Linked DNA regions of Gossypium hirsutum: all the other regions are linked to region 1. Evidence: chromatin contacts called from public Hi-C data. All regions are on one chromosome and are shown on one strand. Each heading gives the region's core, a stretch centred on a gene start, on an enhancer-like site or on the middle of the called end of the contact. The rest is flanking DNA. Distances are from core to core; before and after follow the strand shown.

What was found. A called contact is a pair of places that touch in the nucleus more often than the background predicts.
Region 2: a Hi-C map of leaf shows a contact between it and region 1, with 3 times the contacts expected there. The contact joins the promoter of LOC107909932 here to the promoter of LOC107911211 in region 1. A contact is called at or near these places in 4 of 34 Hi-C or Micro-C datasets (hypocotyl and leaf).
Region 3: a contact with region 1 is called in a Hi-C map of leaf, with 3 times the contacts expected there. The contact joins the promoter of LOC107909883 here to the promoter of LOC107911211 in region 1. A contact is called at or near these places in 13 of 34 Hi-C or Micro-C datasets (anther, callus, hypocotyl and 2 more).
Region 4: a Hi-C map of leaf shows a contact between it and region 1, with 2.9 times the contacts expected there. The contact joins the enhancer-like site here to the promoter of LOC107911211 in region 1. A contact is called at or near these places in 4 of 34 Hi-C or Micro-C datasets (hypocotyl, leaf and petal).

Annotation. Positions count from the first base shown.
Region 1 is chrD08:41,950,104-41,955,070 of Gossypium_hirsutum_v2.1, forward strand. It overlaps LOC107911211, which reads right to left and starts at 2,765. Exons shown (of 7, transcript XM_016839091.2): 1 at 2,227-2,765; 2 at 1,744-1,870; 3 at 1,582-1,664; 4 at 1,363-1,426; 5 at 1,126-1,243; 6 at 819-973; 7 at 1-231. The coding sequence starts at 1,803. The coding sequence ends at 154. LOC107911202 (fumarate hydratase 1, mitochondrial) reads right to left here. Exons shown (of 7, transcript XM_041098187.1): 6 at 4,958-4,967; 7 at 4,334-4,730. The coding sequence ends at 4,644.
Region 2 is chrD08:42,775,475-42,780,441 of Gossypium_hirsutum_v2.1, forward strand. It overlaps LOC107909932 (probable polygalacturonase), which reads left to right and starts at 2,063. Exons shown (of 5, transcript XM_016837645.2): 1 at 2,063-2,653; 2 at 4,270-4,390; 3 at 4,742-4,916. The coding sequence starts at 2,315.
Region 3 is chrD08:42,646,784-42,651,750 of Gossypium_hirsutum_v2.1, forward strand. It overlaps LOC107909883 (endoglucanase 6), which reads right to left and starts at 2,770. Exons shown (of 9, transcript XM_041098169.1): 1 at 1,858-2,770; 2 at 1,513-1,725; 3 at 1,106-1,306; 4 at 173-262; 5 at 1-55. The coding sequence starts at 1,258.
Region 4 is chrD08:42,575,206-42,580,172 of Gossypium_hirsutum_v2.1, forward strand. No RefSeq gene overlaps it. Among protein-coding and RNA genes, the nearest start is that of LOC107909859, 28 kb to the left of the region's middle. Within about 2 kb of position 2,911, at least 6 of the 9 cell types and tissues checked have an H3K27ac peak or open chromatin away from gene starts, as enhancers often do. A contact at or near this core is called in hypocotyl and leaf, where this site is marked.

The DNA of each region.
Region 1 (4,967 bases), core at 1,515-4,014:
AATTTAAGGAATCCTCAAAGATGGATGATGTTTTATTAATGGAAAGTGGCATCCTATATTTACTTTCACTAGACAATTTGTTAGTAACTATAACTTTCACCTTATATTTACAACTTACTGTTACAAAATCTGTAAATGATTCTACTTTTTACTTTAACCATTTGGAACTAAAACATCAGATTCAGAAACCACCTTGCAGCCTGTCTGCAAAGCCGATAGCCAGGTGTCCACCTACCAAAACACAGAAAATAATAAAACTCAAATTTGATCAATGCAAAATTTACATGGACACAGTGAAATTATCTGATTTTCTTCAACCTTACTATATATGCTTAGAGGTGTATATATAGATGATAGAATTCGAATCTCAACTTATTAGCTGTGTGTGCATAACGGTGATTATATGTACTAATCAAATAGACTAAGGGTGAGTTTGGATGGGCGGTGCGTTTACCTGCGGTTAGTGTAAAAACAACGGTGGCGGTGAGATTAGATACTGTAACGATACTATAGCTTGAGACAAAAAGTAAGCTAAACGCACCGCACTGCACCCAATCCCCATCCAAACTCACCGTAAGTCTTGAGTTGACCTTGCTATATAGAGAGAAAATTAAACATATTACACTCAGTAACATAGCTTAGCTTCATCTTAATAAATTACAAATAAGCAAATGCGGAATTGACCTCAACTTACACAGGCTCAGTACTCAGCAGCAAGCATACTTTACAAAAATAACATGAAGCAATAACGTTTATGAGTTTAGAACAGCACATTGTACTCTGTTCATATATATGCATATTAAAGACGCATTGTTTACCTGTATTTGAGAAACATGTGAACATTCATAGCGCAGTCCTTGGCGAGTTAAGATATAAAAGGAATATCGTGTTCCTTCATCTTCTCTCGTGAAACTTGGCAAGGAACCTACTTCCACAACATCGGACAGTAGGGTGGAATCCTGAGGGCTCAAATCTGCAGATTGTAAATTAAGAAGTTGATTATCAAGTCATGTTTATAATTAATATACCAACCTGTTTCATGTATCCTTCAATCTTACTAGTTTACTTATTGCTTTTTCAAAGTTTAGCTCCATTTGAAACTTAATTCATCAAAGGGTTAATTACCTGTGGAGAGTAAATAGAAGAATATACATTGGCCGTGAAGAACAATGAATCGAGGAAGCCAATCGTTGATTTTGGTATCATCGATAGGAGCAGGTTCTCCGGGTAAAGCTGTCCATCTCTGAGAATGAAAGATATGTAGGAAGATCATTAACCAGGAGAGTAACAGTACTGCAAGAACAAAGAGCTGGATGCAGGATAAACTTGATACAAATGATAGCAAAATTGGAAAATGCATACGGTTCGAATGTACAAATAGCCAGAAAGTCGAGCCGATCGCAAAATCCCATCGATATGTTCCAACCTGCAATGACACAGAAACATCATCACATGCAAAAGTATCCAAATCTGAATATTACGTAGGAATATTATTTGCTAGACCTCAAGAACTAAAGGTTCATATATAGTTGACCAAAATATACATAATAGTTCAAAGGACAAGATTCAGCTCTCCTTTACCGAGCTTTCATGTGAGCTTCTCTCTCTTCTATATCAGCGAGTTCCGATCTAAGTGATTCCAACTCTGCAGCCGTTAACTGAACCTGAAAATGGAGGTGACTAAGGGATGTATGATAATCAATGACAACCAAATGGGAAGTTCAAAGAGGCTGTTAAATGAACCTTTTGCTGACCATCAGCACCAGTCCAAGGCAGTCCCCGCAAACTGAACAGATTCAACATGAATGCACCACTTCTCAATCTTTGCCGAGACTATAAACTGCTACGGGACCTATCCTAAAGCGGAACCCTTCAATATTGAGATAACATGTATATCAAAAGAATAATCAATCACTCATGCTTCCTAGATTTAGAATTAAAATCTCATAAATCTACTTTGTCATAAAATTCGTATCTAACCCACTTACAGGGACAAGGTTTTCATGAACCGGGAACAATTAAACCATTGAATTTTCAATTTTTTTTACATCAAAGTGAATCAATTAACCCGTAATTAACAGCTCAAACTATTACAAAAAGAGAACAAATTATGCCCCATATTCGAAAGCTAAAACAACAAACTAAAAGCAAAGCAAGAAAACTAATAAAACCAAAATCCCATTAACCAAAGTAAATAAGTAAAAAAAAAGGTTCTGCAGAGCTTACAGAAGTTGATCTCTTTTTGTATACGCAGCAGGAGCAGAAAAAGAAAGAATAAGTTTGAATGATACAGATAATGATTTGGTTATAGAAAAAGAATTTCTAACAAAAGATGAAGAGATATTTTTCTCTTATCGCTGTTGTGTTAACGGGAAGTGTTTTGACTTTCCTCAAACTTGTACATAACCATGACCGGTGGGTAGAGTCGTTTCTGTATGATCGTATTGCTTAATGTTAAAAGACCATTATACACCCATCTTTTCTTGTTTTTTCCCTTCGGCTCATGGAGTGAAAGAAAAGGCTTGATAATCTGCGTTACCAACGCTGCCCCTGTTGATCCATTGATCAGTGCTGGATGCTTGATTGAGTCAAACAATTCCATGAGCCCAATCTCTGATCCATCATTTATCTCTTCGCATCCACTGCCTAATACAATTGTTACCATACCGATAATCTTGATTTATGCGTATGCTGTTTACTCTAGGTGATACATAGGTAAATAGAAATTCTAAGGGGAAAGTGAGTCCGAGTAGTTCCTTACTTTCGCCTTAGTGCCTTGGTGATCTAATCAAGAGATTACTCAAAATTGATTTCAGGTAACAACCTCCACGTGAAGATCTTGATAGTTGAGGACAAAGCTAATAATTGTAGTATATCACTTAGGGCCAGTTTTTCATTACTTTTCAAAACTGCTGTGGAAACGTACTTTTGAGAAGTACTTTTGAGAAATACTTTTGAAAATTTTGATTGTTTGGTATTGTTGTTAAAAAGTGCTTTTGAAGAATAAAATGTCCATTTTAGACATGATATTATAAAGTAACAAATATGTATTTAAATAATATTCAAATTAGTTAATATTATGATTTTTAGCAAAAATATAAAAAATATTTTATTATAACTTATGGTTAATATTTTAATATATAAAATTAATTTTAAATATTTCTAAGTAATTAATATTAATTAATTATTAAATTTAATTAGAATATATAAACTATATTTAAATATTTAAATATAATAATTAAATATTTGTAATTGGATATTGACACAATTGTATTATTATAAAAATTATTTTTTATTTTTAATTAATGCTTTCAACACATTTGTATTATTTTATTTTAAAATGTATTTAAATATATAACTCATATTAGATATTAACATAACATAGAAAACATAAACCTAACAAATTAAAATATTACATATATTTGGATTGAAGTTTTAAAAAGGAATAATATTTATATATCAAATATAAATACTAAAAATTTTACAATAGCATTTACAATTTAAAGTGAATTCATTAAACTAGAAGCTATAGCATCTCTTGTTAATTCCATTTCAAAACCACTTAAATTATTTGATTCACCGTCATCATCACTATTATCGTCGTCGTTGTCATCATCATCACTTTCCTATTAGCAAGGAAGGATTTAGTGGAATAGTAAGCATCTTGTTTTGGATTTGGTAATTAAATTTTAAATAACAATAATAATCTCACATTCAAAAAGTAATATTTTATTAATTTAGTTAGAGAATGCAAAAATTATAAACAAGCCTAGTTAAACTCGATGTAAAAAAGCTTAATCAAACTTGAACATGAGCTTAAAAATGATGCTCGATCGAGCTTGAGCAAAGTATCAAACATTGAATTTTAAATGAGCACGACTCGACTCAATTACACCCTAATTATTTATCAACTTGATTATTCGGGGTGTTGATTGGTCAAAGAAGGATTATAAACTCATTTTGATTACTGCTAGAAACACCTTAACCATGGTGGATAACGATCAGTAGGGATGGGAAAGCTACCGGTACTATTGGACTTGTCAAACAAAACATGGTGTTATGCTCACTAGAACTTGATTGGTAGATAAATGAGCAAAGCTAGTTATAATGACTACGGTGGCAATAGTAGAAAAATTCTTCCAAAAATCGAACTTACTAGCTTCATCACTGAATGTCATCATTTTGCATCTCTCCAAATGAAAGCTTTTTTTCTTTTTTCTCCTTTTTGGTGTTCAAGAGAAAATATACACATTTTGCAGTACTGTTACATGAATAACTTAAATGAAAGGCAACACCTTTAACATACATAAAAAAGGATTCAAGAGCATTAGTATGTACCAAAACTCGATGCCATCTCTTTTATTTTGCCTTCAACTTTACTTCAATCAGTCTCCTTACAAATGAGGGAGGTTTTCCCCTTATTAGTCAATCCGCGACTGTTATTTTTTTTCACTACATAAGCTGCATAAACAATTCCAAGCAAATGGGAAACCTCAATAATATTGTTTTCCATAATCAGAATATGAAGAAAATCGCGGTCGGATTCTATTTTGTAATTTGACTGAGAAAAATGGTCTTAAAATTAATTAAAATCTAAGCAATTGCTGCTCAAGTCTCCTCTAGCAAAAAAAAAAAAAAAAAATTCAGTCAGATGGGCCAATCATTTTCTCTGGGACCACAAGAGTGTCAAATTCTTCGCTTGTGAGCACACCAAGGCTCAATGCTGCTTCCTGCAGAAGATAAGCATAGAAACAAGTGTAGGTCATATTCAGTATTTCAGCCATCAAAGGAAAGGATTAGGACAAACATTGAAACAGTTCCATATGAGAACAACTTAAGTGAGGTCGAATTTCCATATTAAGATGTCAGTAAGCACAACAAAACAAAGTCATTGCTATCCATGATCGCATCAAAGATACTCAAGAAGTGAACCATAAAGAGAAGAAACAAATCTCACCTTCAAAGTG
Region 2 (4,967 bases), core at 813-3,312, 820 kb after region 1:
TCCCACACCACACTTCAATCCATATTCATGAGTTGTCTCTTATCTCTTATTCTTTTATTTATATTTTCGTTAACCTTATCAATTAGCGTTTGTATGAATAATTGAATAGATTATTGTGCTTATTTCAAATCTTGCATGATTCGGTTATTAAACTAATTTATCTGAAATTGGTTGTTTATTCAAGATTACTTAGTATATTAGGGAGTGACGCCCTTGATAGAATATCTAGATAGGTGAGACCGAAAGAGTATCCTGTCGTGTATAACTTGTTCCAAGCGATGAGACCGGGAGGGTATCCATATGCCTAGGAAGAGACCGGAAGGGTGACTTAGGTGGTAATCCTTAGTGAGGATGAGATTTGAAGGGTATTCTTAGCTAAGGGTGGTAAATAACTCAATCGATGATAATTAAATATTTAATTAGATAATTAGGAATCTCATATCATAGATTAGAGGCTCACATTGTCAACACTAGGAATAGAAAATTCCATTAGGTTAATTTAGGTTAGTTAATTTAATTAGTTTAATTAAAATATTAATTTGGATTCACACTATCGATTCGTGACTCAATTAGATTAGTAATTATTTTATGTAATTGATTTAATAATAGTTTCTCTAATTTGCAATTCTTTGGGTACGATCCTCGAAACACTTACCAGTGCTTCGTTGTAAGCTAAACTATATTACAATTTGACCCGTACGCTTGCGGACACCGCCAATTTAATTTTATATTTTTTGACAAGTTTCTCCAACCATGTGCATTTCAATTGGTACCTATGTAAATCCTTCAACCTCTCCTTTGATGGCACGATACCTAATAATTGCCCGCACATTGACTCCAAATTGATGCCATTAGGTCCAATTACTGCCTCTCCATTAATTTGAATGTCAATTATAAAAGTGATGTCTTTGAGAGTAATTGTTTCTTCCTTACATGGAAAATGGAATGTAATTATTTTCGGCCTCCATATTTTCACCAAGATGGAAACCAACATGGAGCTTTTCCATTTTATATGCCATGGACAAATTGACATCTTGCAAACATTCTTAGGAATGAAGATTGGGATCCGAGAAGTGTAAATTATGTCAGACCTAAAGATAATACTAATTGTTAAAAACAAAAAGAATTAAAATTTGGAAAATCTTAAAAATAATTCTTCGATAATTAAAAAAATAATTAGAGATTTCACCTTGTTGAGGGCACAATTAATAATATGGTAGACCATTTTCTCTCGAAAAATATGTAAATAAAAGCATTTTTTTTTGTTTTTTTGTAGAGTTGGAAAGCTTGAGTAAGATTTTGATGAGAAAAAAAGAAGGATGATTGAATTTTTATAGAGTGGAAGGCGATCACCATAAGAACTGACTTCCACTGCATTCAATGTAGTTGGTTGGTCCTACGACAAAATAAAATGCTAGTCTAACCTTTTATCTCTAAACTTGACACTTGTAGATTTCAACTCTTCTCGACATGCTGACATAAAATGTATGAATTAATGTGTTGATTTGGCAACACATTAAACTATACTCGATATCAAAATTGCCTAAAAAGCGTATTTTGAGAAATGAGTTTATCAATAAATAATAAGTTTTATTAGGATTAAATCACTATTTGGGGTCTAAACTTAGCAATTTTTCTCACATTGGAGTCTTAACTTTTTTTTGGTCAAAGTTAAGCCCTGAATTTGACAATTGTTTCCTCATTAGGGTCTGAACTTGGCAATTATCCCCAAATTAAGATTTAAACTTTAAGGTTTTTAAGGACTAAGTTGAATAAAAAAGAGTTGAAGTCTCAATGTGAGAACATTTGTCAAGTTCAAAACCTAACATGAAGAAAAAAGGGTAAAACCTTAATGTAAGAATAATTAACAAATTTTAACCTAAATAACAAAAAAGGAATTCAGACCAAGTTCAAATCAAAAGGTGATTTTAACTTTATTATTATTATTATTAAGTCAAAAAGTGCATATATAATAATAATAATAATAATAATTATTATTATTATTATTATTATTAAATATTTTAAACATAAAAAATAGAGAAATCTTAAAATTAAGAGTTGAGCCAAAACCAAAGGCATCAACACCTCAACCATTACTTCTCTCCGGCCTTTCTTTGCGATAAGTTGATAAAGTCCCAATCCTTACTTCAAAGTTCAAGCTTTCCTTTTCTTAATTAAAAAAATAAGCAGAAAGAAACCCTTTGGAGCTCTCTCCTTGTTTCCATCTCCGTATCTACGCCCAGTGTTCCATCAACTCATTTTCTGTCCTTCTCCAAATAAACTTCCCTTTCTTTTTCTTTCTATTTGAACCCGAATGTTTCGTGCATTGGCTTCTGTTTTGCTTTGTTGCTTCTTCCTTGAAGCCTCTTTTTGGGTTCACTTTTCTTATGGGGACTTGACAACCTGCTCGGGGATTGTTCCTATGACGGAAAGAGGCGATAAGATATCGATAACGGACTTTGGTGGTGTCGGCGACGGACAGACGCTCAATACCATAGCCTTCCGGAAAGCTATATATCGGATTCAGCATCTGAGAAGGAGAGGCGGCACGCTACTTTTTGTGCCTTCTGGAGTCTACTTAACCGACAGTTTCAATCTTACTAGTCATATGACACTTTATTTGGCTCGAGGTGCTGTTATCAAAGCCACTCAGGTAACTCAAGTCTCTTAACTACTGATTATTACTTGCTAGTATTATCAGAGTCTTCACTCAAGTTTGGATCTTACAGAATCTTTATTCCAACCCTTCCCTTCCTAATATTGCTAAAAAAATTGCTGTATTTTACTCAAACGTAAGGTTTAATTGTGAGGAAAATGGGAGTGAGTTGAATCTTAGAAATGAATTGATCATTGTTAGATTAAAGTACTTTGCTTCTAAAATGGTAATGAAAGCTGTAATCTGGGTTTTAATTATGAACTAGTATAATTTATAATAATAATTGCAAAGACTGATTCTTCTATATGACTGTTATTCTTGCTTTTCTTTCCTTTTCTTTATTCTTTGTTCACTTTTTTAAAGATTTGGGTTTTGGTTGCATTGTTGTCTTAAATATAATAAGTGTAGTTTGTACGATATAGTTGAAATGACAATTTTATTGCGACACTGTTTGTGGCGAAGATGGTCTCCATGGAAGTGGGTCCGCGCAGCATTGTTAAGATATGAGAGAAATATTGTCGGTTGCCATAGTATAGTTGCATGTGCATGATATTTTGGGTTTTCTTTTTTCTTTAGTTCTCATTCAATAGCTGGCAGGCTTTGTTGTCCAACTTGGTGCCATATCTAGTCTAGATTAATAATATAATGCAGTCCTGTTACAGTGTTGGTGTTATTAATTAAATAATAAAATCATACTCTTCCTAATGGACAGTAGTAATAGACAATCTGAATGGATGATGTCGCAATAGCTTTCAATTAAGATATTTTTAGATGTTAGAAAAATAAGTGGTTATGGTCATACTTGAAAGGAGTAGTCAGATTTACGTGTGAGTATCCAATTATGACGTGTATATTCAAAATTTTAAGTCATTTCAAGTTTTTGGGGGTGTTTGGAGAATCATATCCCACACATTGGTTTTTGACTATTATTTTCTTCTAATCACCAGAGAACCATGTTTTCTATTTAGTTGTCTGAAATCCCTTTCTGCTTGAAGTCTACTGAATGCAGTCATCATGTACTCTACTTGGGTTATAACATGCTGAAAACTAGTCGTAATGGTGGCCTAGTTTATGGGAGAAAATATGGCTATTTGTGGCTGGTTCTGCTTGTCATTTGGTAAACTACCATTTGATTTTCACAAAAGAACTAAATAAAAAATTGATGTCTTATTTGTTTGACATTACGAAGGCAGCCTCATAGGAGCAGTAGATGGAACTGCCATTAAACTACTTATTAGGAGATTAATAGATCATTTCATAATGACATATACATCACGCATCCCGGATCAAGTAAAAACTATGGGTTTTTAGCAGGCCACTGCTACATCCATTTCATTAGGAATTGATGATCGCCTTTGTCCTTTGAAATAACATACTTTTTTTTTTCCTTATTTTTTCCCTTAGCCACAAAGATGTTCTTATATCGAAGAGATCAATTTATTCTCCACCTGTCTCCTTTTTTCTTTCATCATGCCTATTTGAAGCCCTGTTGAAGCCTTTCTCCTAATTTGAAAGTTTTCAGAAACTTCATCGCACTGCTATTCTCTTAATATGGTAAGATTTTATTGGAGATGCTTCTTGCATATAATTTTCTTCCTGGATTAATATCTCAGGACACCTCAAATTGGCCTTTAATTGCTCCTTTGCCATCTTATGGAAGGGGAAGGGAGCGCCCTGGAGGAAGATATATGAGCTTTATTCATGGAGATGGACTGGAAGATGTGGTGATAACTGGTAGGTATTGATGTCTATGTGGTCGATCATTCTGATAGCTTGCCTCACACATGTTTTAGATATATTTGTTTTGTGTTCTGTTAACCATCATGAATCATTTAAATATGATGAATCTTATGTTTGAGATACTTATCTATATACTACAAAAGCCTATTATACACTGAGAACAACATGATTTACTGTCATGGATCTTCATGTTATTTTATCATACTAAGGTTAATAGCAAGTAATTCAGACTTCTGTAATTTTGCTGGAGAATAAAAGCTCCTCACATCTATCATGTCTGTGTTCTATTATCACGGTTCATGTAACTTCAACTTTAATTACCATGATTTGTTTTAACTATAACAGGTGAGAATGGCACAATTGATGGTCAAGGAGATATTTGGTGGAACATGTGGAGGCAGAGGACTCTCCAGTTTACAAGACCAAGTCTCGTTGAATTTGTGAATTCCAGAGGCATTGTCATTTCCAATGTGATTTTTAGAAATTCCCCCTTCTGGAACATTCATCCTGTTTATTGCAGGTAATTTTTGCATTAATTCTTACAACCAAAGATTTACTTCTTGATATAATT
Region 3 (4,967 bases), core at 1,520-4,019, 700 kb after region 1:
AGTACTCATTGTTACTAGCTTGGTACAGCCACGCAGCGGCCCACAACAACTCGTCCTACACGATAACATTCCAACTTAATTAATAAACCGTACCAGTAAACATGCTATTTTCTGCCATTAAAACTATAAATTGCTCAAATTGATTGCTTTGATAAAATTTAGAAAAACTTACATTGTAGCCACTGATGGATCGGTAGTATTTTTGGGCAACTGTGATGCTGCTGTCGTATTTACCTCTGTATTTATCAGCAAATTCGAATAGCTGAAAACAAAAACAAAACTTAAAATTAATTATATTGTAAAATTTATTGAAATTTTTGTTGAAGAGAATGGATAGGGTAGGTGAAGCAATTTGAGGAAAGAGGCAAGGGTAATTTGGGGATGTAAGTTAAACTGGAGGAGCACCGACAGGGTTGGCACGTGAGAAACGAAATGACTGGGTATAAATGGACGGTTAAGATCTGCTTGTACGAGAGATCTGTACGGTCATAAAAGATTAATTACCCGTGATGGATGGGGCAAAAGCAAAGCTAAGCGTTCTCATCACAAGGAGTCATAAAATTAGAACATCAATCCACTGGAGTCAATCCGTTCCATTAGAAAAAAATATTATTTTATTTTTATATAAACTTTTAAAAGCTTAATATAGAAAATAATAAATATTTATTTGATTTTAAAAAAATAAAAAATAAAAAATTTAATTAAAGCCAAATTTATAGAGATGATAATGATATAGAATCTAACTATACCCACCCCTTCCACCCATGATCAATTTAGAACCATTAACAAGAATCTAGCGAACGACACCGTTTCACCCAAAATATAGCTACTACAAGGGTTAAAAGGTTTTTATTTTTCCTGGCTCAAAAACAGTGGTAGTATTTTGGTGGAAGAAAGAAGTAGACAGAGGTGGTTGTTTTTATTAAATGAAAACTAGGGTTGGGCCCCCCAAGTTGCGAAATTGAGGCCGACAAAAGAGTGCGCAATAACAACCATTTTTTCCATCATCTTCTGATAAAAAAAGGTATAGAGTGTAAGCTAACAGGCATCGGCGGATCCAATGGTCCCAGCAACGCGAGAAGACACAGACTGCGTAAATGTATACCTGGTGGGCATGGCGAAGAAGCTCGGTGGAATATGCAGGGTTGGAACGGCGGAAGACGATTGAGGCGGCAGCCATGGCGGCGGCAGTTTCACCTGCCAGATCCGACCCAGGGTTGCTTGGGTCTATCTTGTAAGCATGACGGTTTGTGGTCATATCCTCTGGTCTTTGCCAACAGTAGTGGTCACTGTTACCATCGCCCACCTAAAATGGATCTCACCAAAATTAATTATTTTTTAATTGAGTCCTTTTGAGTTTTAGCAGTATTAAATTCAAACTAATATTTTATTAGTAGCCAAGTGTTGCTATCAAGTATGAGATTTGAAAAAGGGATTTGGACATATTAGTGACAAAATAATGGAGTGTTAAGAATGGGAAGAAACACGAGGGAAGAAGGTCGGGAAGAGTACCTCTCCATAAAGGACATAAGGTTCGGGATGAGCTTTAATGAGGTAGTCAGTGCCTCACTTGACTGCTTCCATCGCATGGCCGAGCTCTCCATTGGCACCCATTTGTTTCCCGTACTCTATAATACTCCAGGACATCATTGTTATGGTGAATGCCATGGGCAGTCCGAACTTCACATTGTCCCCTGCATCGTAGTACCCTCCAACCAGATCCACCTTGAGAATTTGGGAAAACAACTTCAACCATAAATACCATAATTTTCGATTCTAAATGAAGCAAGTCAAAGAACAAAAGTGACGTTTTGACCGAGAAAACAAGTTCAAGTTGAGAGTGGAACTTTAACTTACCCCACTGGCCTTGCCGTCATTCAAGCCGGAATTGGCTCTCCACGTAACTCTCTGGTTATGAGGAAGGTAACCAGATCTCTGAGCTTCAAAGAACAGAATGCTCTTGCTCAGAGCTTGGTTATAGTCATGTCCAGCAAAAGCAGAAGGAAGAAAAAGCAGCAGAAGTAAAGGAGTCATTTCAATCAGCCTCATCAACTTCTCCATGTACATTCAAACTTATCAAAAGACACAATTCAAGTTTCAAGTTGAAACAAAAACAGATCTCTTTCTGCAGAGTGGGGTTTCCTTCAAGTTTCTAAAACTAAAAAGAGAAACCCATTTGGTATCGAACACAAAAAATGCAGTGGGATTGGGAATTGGAGAGAAAGGTAAAAAAAAATGGAATGAGTTAAAAGAGGTGATAGAAATGAAAGTGAGGAGAGAAAGAGCAGTGGGATTGGGAATTGGAAGAGGAGCTGAAGCCTCTATATATTGTGGAGTGGAGGGAAGGAAGAGCAAGAGAGGTTAAAAATTGGTATTGAAAGTAGTTTTTAATAATAATTGGAGGAGAGGGAAAGGGAAAGAACAAAGTCATGTGGGTGTCCCTGGCGCTTTTAGTCTTTCACTGGGTAGAGTCGGTGCGGATTTAATGGTTCTTTTTGGCAGGGAAACTGCTGCTAAACATGATTAAAATTAATTTCTGATTTTTACTCTTCTGTAGAATTTCTTTTTATGCCTTCTCCACTCCACTAAACTTACATTGTTTGTAACTTGGGAATAATGCCCCTGAAATTAAGGCATGAAGTTTATTACGACTCCATTAAATCTCTGTTGGGCACCGCATGTGGGAGGGTACCCTGTCCTGGGTCACAAATGGTGGACATAATTGGATTTTGCAAAACTTGGCTGCTTGGTTTATGTTTTGAAATTTGTTCACCCATAATTAATGCAAATTATTTTTATTTTTATTTTTAAATTAATCATCTGGCTTCTGCAGCCTGCGACCTGTCCGTTTGCGTCTCCTGTCGTATTAGGTATGGGAAAATTGCAAACCCTGGATCATCTTTTACAGGTGCTGCCACACTGCTTGATTAGGCCAATTATAGCACATATCTAACCCTAATTATTTTAGACATTTTATTTTCTTTTTCTTTTTGAATTGTATTAAATATGATTATTTTAAATATTAACTTAAATCTCTTAAAATATATTCATTTTCTCAATTTTGTACTTAATTTTATTTATCTATTTTGTAATGTTGGTTAAAAATATTTGTTAGGCCACTTTGATCAATGAAAAAAAATGTCACAGTGGTCGATGTTGATCGACCATTGACGAGTATTGATTGATCATTGGTAGATATTGACCAATTGTTGACGGTAATTGATCAGACATTGATTTGCCATGTTATGCTATTAGAATATACCACATGTCTCTTTTATTTTTTTAATATTATATATATTATATTGATTAAAAATATAAAAGAAATCATATATAATATATATAATTTTAAAAAAATTATAATTATTATCATAAACAATAAATTTTAAGATATAATTTATTGACCACACATAAATCTACATATGTTTGGAGAATGAATTGATGTGAAAAGCATAAAGAAAAAGATGCATTATTAATGGATAAATGTAAATGTTATATATTATTGATGAAGGGGGTTGAATGTAACCCTAAATTCTCAACTAAAAGCCATTATTTTGTCCAGCTAAAGAAAAGGGGGTTGAGGTTTTTATGACGATTGGATGTAGAATTAAAATCTAAATATTAGAGGGAATTTGAATTTTTTTTTTGACAAGCTTAGAAGACATGGAATTTGAATAATTGCTTTAATTATTGAGGGAACTTCTCAGCATCAACCGGAATTGTTGATAATGGTAACTATGATTCGCCAAACCCGACAACCCCATTTTATTTTCTCTTCTGAAATTAGGAGTCCACCGACGGCATCCGGTAGGCAATATGACAATCCTTTGTAAAATCAACTGTGCAAGATGTCCATTTTCATTTGGTTATTTTATTTAAAAGGTCAAAAAGAGAGCGCTTAATTCCCAACAGCAATCAACGGTCTCCGCCGGAAATTAACCTTTTTCTTTTTTTTGGGTTGCCGAAAATATTTTTGTCATCTTGCTTTTCCTTTTGCCCTTTCATAAAAGTAAAAAAGAGTTTTTTATTTTAATATCATAAGAAGGTTTTAAAAAACCAAGAGATGTGGACAGTGGAGACGTACGGTATGTAAGTCAAAGAGGCAAGCCTCCGCAATTACCGGCTAACAACGGTTCTATCACGACTTCTGATGGTTCTACCTAGGCAACGCGGTCACCGGCTGTCCGGGTGAGTTAGTTTTTTATCAGCCTCCCTAAGTACACCTGCCCCCCCCCCCACCAATTTTGTTCCCACTTTGACGTGGCGAAATCCATGTTAAAACATTAACGTTGGTTATAAATTGAAGGCATAGGCCATCTTCCATAAGTGGAACTCTTGCTTTGCTTTGTTGTTGGTAAAGAATGGGACACAGTCAGCCCGAAACAGTACCACCAACTTTGCTTTTATGGCCTACAAAAATATCTTTGGATAGTATTGTTGCGCAACGCAAGCACAGAATTCAAATTTGCTTTCCTAACTAATAGGCAAGAGATGCCTAATTAAATTAGTTACTCCTTTTATTCAAATATGTTATACTTTGACTACAAATTGTTAGCTTATACTAATACAATTCCACAAACAGTTTACTTCAATTTGGTCTCTTTTTTCTGGCAATTAGAGCTAATTTGTTAGATTGTTATGCACTCAAATTTTGACAAACTCTTAGTTTTAAATGAAGTATTGATTTAGGTTACTCAATATACTAGTTAAACATCATTAAGAGTTTAAATGTTTTTTTAGGTGCAATTAAGAATACCAACTTATCTTTGGTAAAAGTATATCTTGTAGTAGGAGTTGAATTGCATTTTGTCCTCTCTACTCAAAAATTAGGCAAATTAATCATTATATATTAGATCAAAGAATAATTTGATCATTTTGTTAAAAATTTCATTTATTTCTACTGTTAAAATTTGGTCAATGTACATCAGCATGAGGCATATATGACATGTCATGTGTCACTGTTTGGTTAT
Region 4 (4,967 bases), core at 1,661-4,160, 630 kb after region 1:
TTCGGATGATTTAGGGTGTTTGGGTCAGCACCTACTTCAATAATATACTAGAAAATCAGTAGCTAATTAATGATTAAATTCCTTCATTTAATCAATTCATAACCTTTACCCAGCAACTATGTCGAAATAACAAACTAGTTATCCTTAATTGCACTTACGCTTCATGATTTGTGGGATATGATTGGTTGATTGATCAAGAACACCTCTCCCTAATTAACATGTGATTAAAGGCTAATAAGGACGAACCAAGAACACAATTTAATGTTGAAAAAATATGGGCAAGACCCAAGAAACAAAACATCCCCCTTTCTTGTACATAAGCACACACACCATCACCCGTAGTGGCCAAAATTGGGGTTGAATTTTAAAATGGTTTGAGATCTCATTAAAATCTGGAAAAAAAAATACCTTTGAAATCATTTAAAATCTCCTAAATTCCACATCAGTATATTTTGGTTTTTAATTGACAAGATTAATCAATAAATTGAAGAGAAAAGAGATTTTACCTGAGCCAGTTGAGAGAAACGGCAATGGCACTTTCGTGGCAATGTTCAAGGTCAATCTTGGGGTTTAAGATTTCATATTTGGGGATTATTTAGATGAGGATAAATGGCAGCAATATACTAAAGGAGATGGTGCACAATCTTGATGCAAAAAGAAGATAGCTATGGTAAAATATGAGGTGTAAACGACGACAACAATGGGATAAAAAAGGAAAATTGAAGAGAAAATAGGAGAGGAAGAAGGTGAATGGCTAGGATAGGGAAAAATTGAATTAAAGGTTGTAAAATAAAATAAAAAAAATTTATTTATACTTAGGGTTCAAGGGTATGGATGGCACACACATTAAAAAAACTAGGAATTTTACAAATTTTAATTATTTCACAAGGGAAAGGATTTGAACTTGGGACCTCATTTAATTTCAATGCTTTCTCATATTTCTTTTAACCATTAGGCTTTTTCCTCATTCTTGAAATAATTTTGCAATATTTATTTTAAAAACAAGGCATTTCATATACTAGGGTTTAAGGCAAAATTTGCAAAATAATAAAAATGATACGAGAGAAGGGATTTGAACTTAGGTTTTAAGAAACATTTCATTAACACTTAAACAACAAACCAATACCTAATTTATTTCTTAAAAATGCATACATAATCTCAAAAATTAAGGCATGACCACTCTCTCTTGATTCACAAACCCGATTCAACTAACCCCCGATTTTTGGGATGTTACATAACCCTTATACTAAGTCTTAATTATTCATCTTACTGTTCATGCACTCTTACAAACCTACTCTTTCATAGCACAACATGCAGAGTCATAAAACTTACCTTGACATGGAGAAACCACTGATAAAATCCTGGATCTCAACTTCAGCTTAAAGAAGTGCCTTCGATTCCTCAAGCCTCAGATAACCTTGTCTTAGAAGAAAGAAGAAAAGAACTCCCCCTTTCCTAAACTTGAATATCTATTATTATAATCTAAGTTCTTATTGAAACTTGACAAATGTCACATCATTACTAAATTGTTTTATCAAAAGTCTTCAACTTCCTAGAAACCTAATTGAATATTATCTTATCTTTTAACTATTCTGGTTCACATTCAGTTGGTTCCTAACCAACTTACCTTGCAACTCAACTTGCACAGTACCACAGTTAACGGACACACTATCCCTGACAGAAACTCATATTCTCGGTACCAATTTTACTCGGTCACTGATCTATTCCAACTAACATAGCCACCTGGAAAGGAACCTTTATTAACTTAACCACATAATTGTACACGCTCGCTCTATACACCGAAAGATGCACTTGGGCGAAGCCTACTCTGCCAATCATAGTACCTTAGGACTTTGCGACAAACCTTGTACCCGTCAGACATGGGGTGTTACAGAATAGGTTTAGAATTTGTAGATCTTGTGAGTAAATACTTTTGAAAAAAAATTAAAATAGTACTCTTTTGGAGTTTGTAAAACATATAAAGGGGAAAGGGAGGAGTAAATAGGTTGTCTCAAGTCAAATTAATTTCACAATGATAGAAAAAAAGTATGTCGAGATCATGCTATCTCAAGTTAAATTCACAATAGTTAAAAAAAAGAATTTTGAAAATGTATCAAGAGAGCCTGAACACATATGGATGTTGAAGAAATTTCAAAATCATATCATTATCACCTAATGATTGGATTTCAAATTCTTTTAGTTTTTTTGTAAAAATAAGGGATCTTGAAGCCCATGAATATCAAGATACATAAAGAAACAATATTTTGAGAAATTAATTTTTTTACAAGATTCAAATAAAGAACTCTTAAATTAAGAAAAGAGCTTCAAAAGAAAGTTAACTTTTCTTTTACTACTGGCTAATTTAGCTTCATGTTAAAAAGATGACCCTAAAGAACTAATTGAAGAAGTGGAAATGCAACAACATTGCCTTTTAACCTCCAAAAATGGTTCAAAAACCATTTTGATTATATTTATTTTTGGGGGCTTTGGTTTTGGATACATAGAGTAAGTCTCAATCTTGAAGTCTACAAGGAATGTATATGTACCTGCACAAAAATGGATCCTCACTTTGTCATTCTCATTTCAAATATACTAATACATTTTTCTTAAATGATGAATGAAGAATAATGAATTTCTTGTGAATCACACCTAAAGCCAGATCCTCTACTTCCCACAAACACCACAGAAAAGAAGGGAAAAGGATACATAAAAAGTAGCGGAAGCAATGCAATCAATCATGCATGCCAATTGCTGATTGTTGTTCTCAGTGTGGCCTGCATAGGGGACCACCCATTTTCACAGCAGTTTAAGTGCCAAACTCCAAATTTCCAATTTGACTCATGAGACACACAGTTTTAATGTTCCAATTGAGTGCACTTGACTTATCTCCCCATTGCCCTTTAGCCTAATTTAATGTTCCAAAAGGCACTCCTTCATTCACAAATCCAACCGGCCTTCTATATAAACCCCACCCTACATCTGCTTTATCAGCCCAAAAAAGTGTAATAAAGGGGGGGGGGAAGAAAAACCCATAAAAACAAAGCCTGTCTTTTTAGTTTTTTCCCCTCAAAGATGCTAAACTTTCTTGCTTTATGTTTCCAAAAAGTTGTCAGGTGAAATCCTTGATTTTATAGAATCCAAGAGTTCATCAAAGTTCATATACAGAGATGAGTTGAGCAAGAAGAAAATACCAAGCAATCAAAAGAAGTATTATGGTGATTACTTATCAAGCTCAACACCATTGCTAAAAGTTAAGGATCGTGAGAGGGATCCAAAGATCAGTAGCAGCGCCAGAGGCTTCGATGGGAAAGCAGGAACTACTGTTACAAGAGTAAAACTGAAGATGACAAAGGAAGAAGCTGCTCGACTGCTGTCGAAATGCAAAGATGGAGGGATTCTCGACTTCAAAGATGTAGCTCGTGAGCTTGTGCACCTCCCACCGGATCGTGTTATTGTTGTCTCCCCTTTCACGGCTACCAATTCAGTGCTCGATGGAATCCCAGAAGAGTGTTAGATTATGAGAGCATACCAGTTTTCTGGGCTGTTTGTGACCTTTTATTTGTTTTAGTTTTGATCTAATACGAGAATCATGTAAAATACAAGTAAAATTTCGTCCAAATGAATGGTTTGAAATTCATATTCTGACATATTAAACCCTGCTATTGATTCTTATCTCAACTTCTAAATTAAGGTTCAAAAACAGCAGTTCAGAAAGTTGGAAGTATCTGATAATCTTATGCTTTGCCTCTCTCTTACAAAGTAGTGACCAAATTCAGTGATTGATCTAATAGAATCCTCAAAACTTGATTATTTCCTTTAGAGTGTTAAAATTCAGTGAATGAATAAGTACTCAAATCCTTTAGAACAGACATGGGGATCTCTGGTCTGAATGTTTTTGGATCAATCAAAATAGGTTAATTCTACATATATGAATACCATAACAAATTACGAACACAATACATTTAACTGAAATGCCCTTCAAATGTAGCCCACTGATGGCTTGACTTGTTGACTTTATCCAATTGGTCATTTTCTGTGATGGACAAATGGGATGGTTGTTGCTTTTTTCTTTCTTTTCTTTTCCTTTATTCCTTTTCTGTTTTTAAAGGTTTTCTATATATTCAATTTAATATTTATGAACTCCATGTGATGACCAAATGGTCAAGGATGTTTATCGCCCTAAGTTCAAGTCACGCTAGTCGCATTTGTTATTCGAGACGTACCCTATTAATTTATCAAAAATAATGTAGGATTTATTTTTTTGTAAAAAAAATATAATCCTAGGCCAACTCACTTAATAAAAAAATATATATCAATTTACATTTATACATTTTTTAATTAGTTTTTCTTGCAGTTAATCGAACCATTACATTTTCTATTAATAATTATTAGTTTTGAAAAAAAATTATTGATCTAAATAAATTTTTTATCATTTCTACTTTTCATTACTTTTCCATTATTTTATTTTATTAATAAATATAATATTTTAAAGCATACAATTCATACATTCTTGATAGGATTCTCAATTGTCACCGATATACACATTCCGTGCAGACGATCCCTATGATTAAAACTCAAGTTGGGGGTTCAGAAATAAACACCAATACCAATAGGCGAAGTGATAAGGTTGTTGATAAATATATTCTTTGTCGCTAAAATAAAATTTTGGAGAAAATATTTAAGAGTTATATTAAAATATGTTATTCAAATTATGAGAAAAAGAAAATTGAATCACGATTTTTCTTTTTCTTTTTTTCTTTGTCCTTCACATGATAACTCTCTATATTAGCCGTTACTACATAATTCCATGCAAGGAAAAGCTGACATCAGTTTTAGAAATGTCAGCACAAAACTCCCATTTCCGGAAGATAGGGAGAAAAGGTTAAAATATCTTTATTAGATTTTATAACTTGGAATAGGACTACAACATAAATATCAAAATTAATATTGCATGAATTTTTAATGTA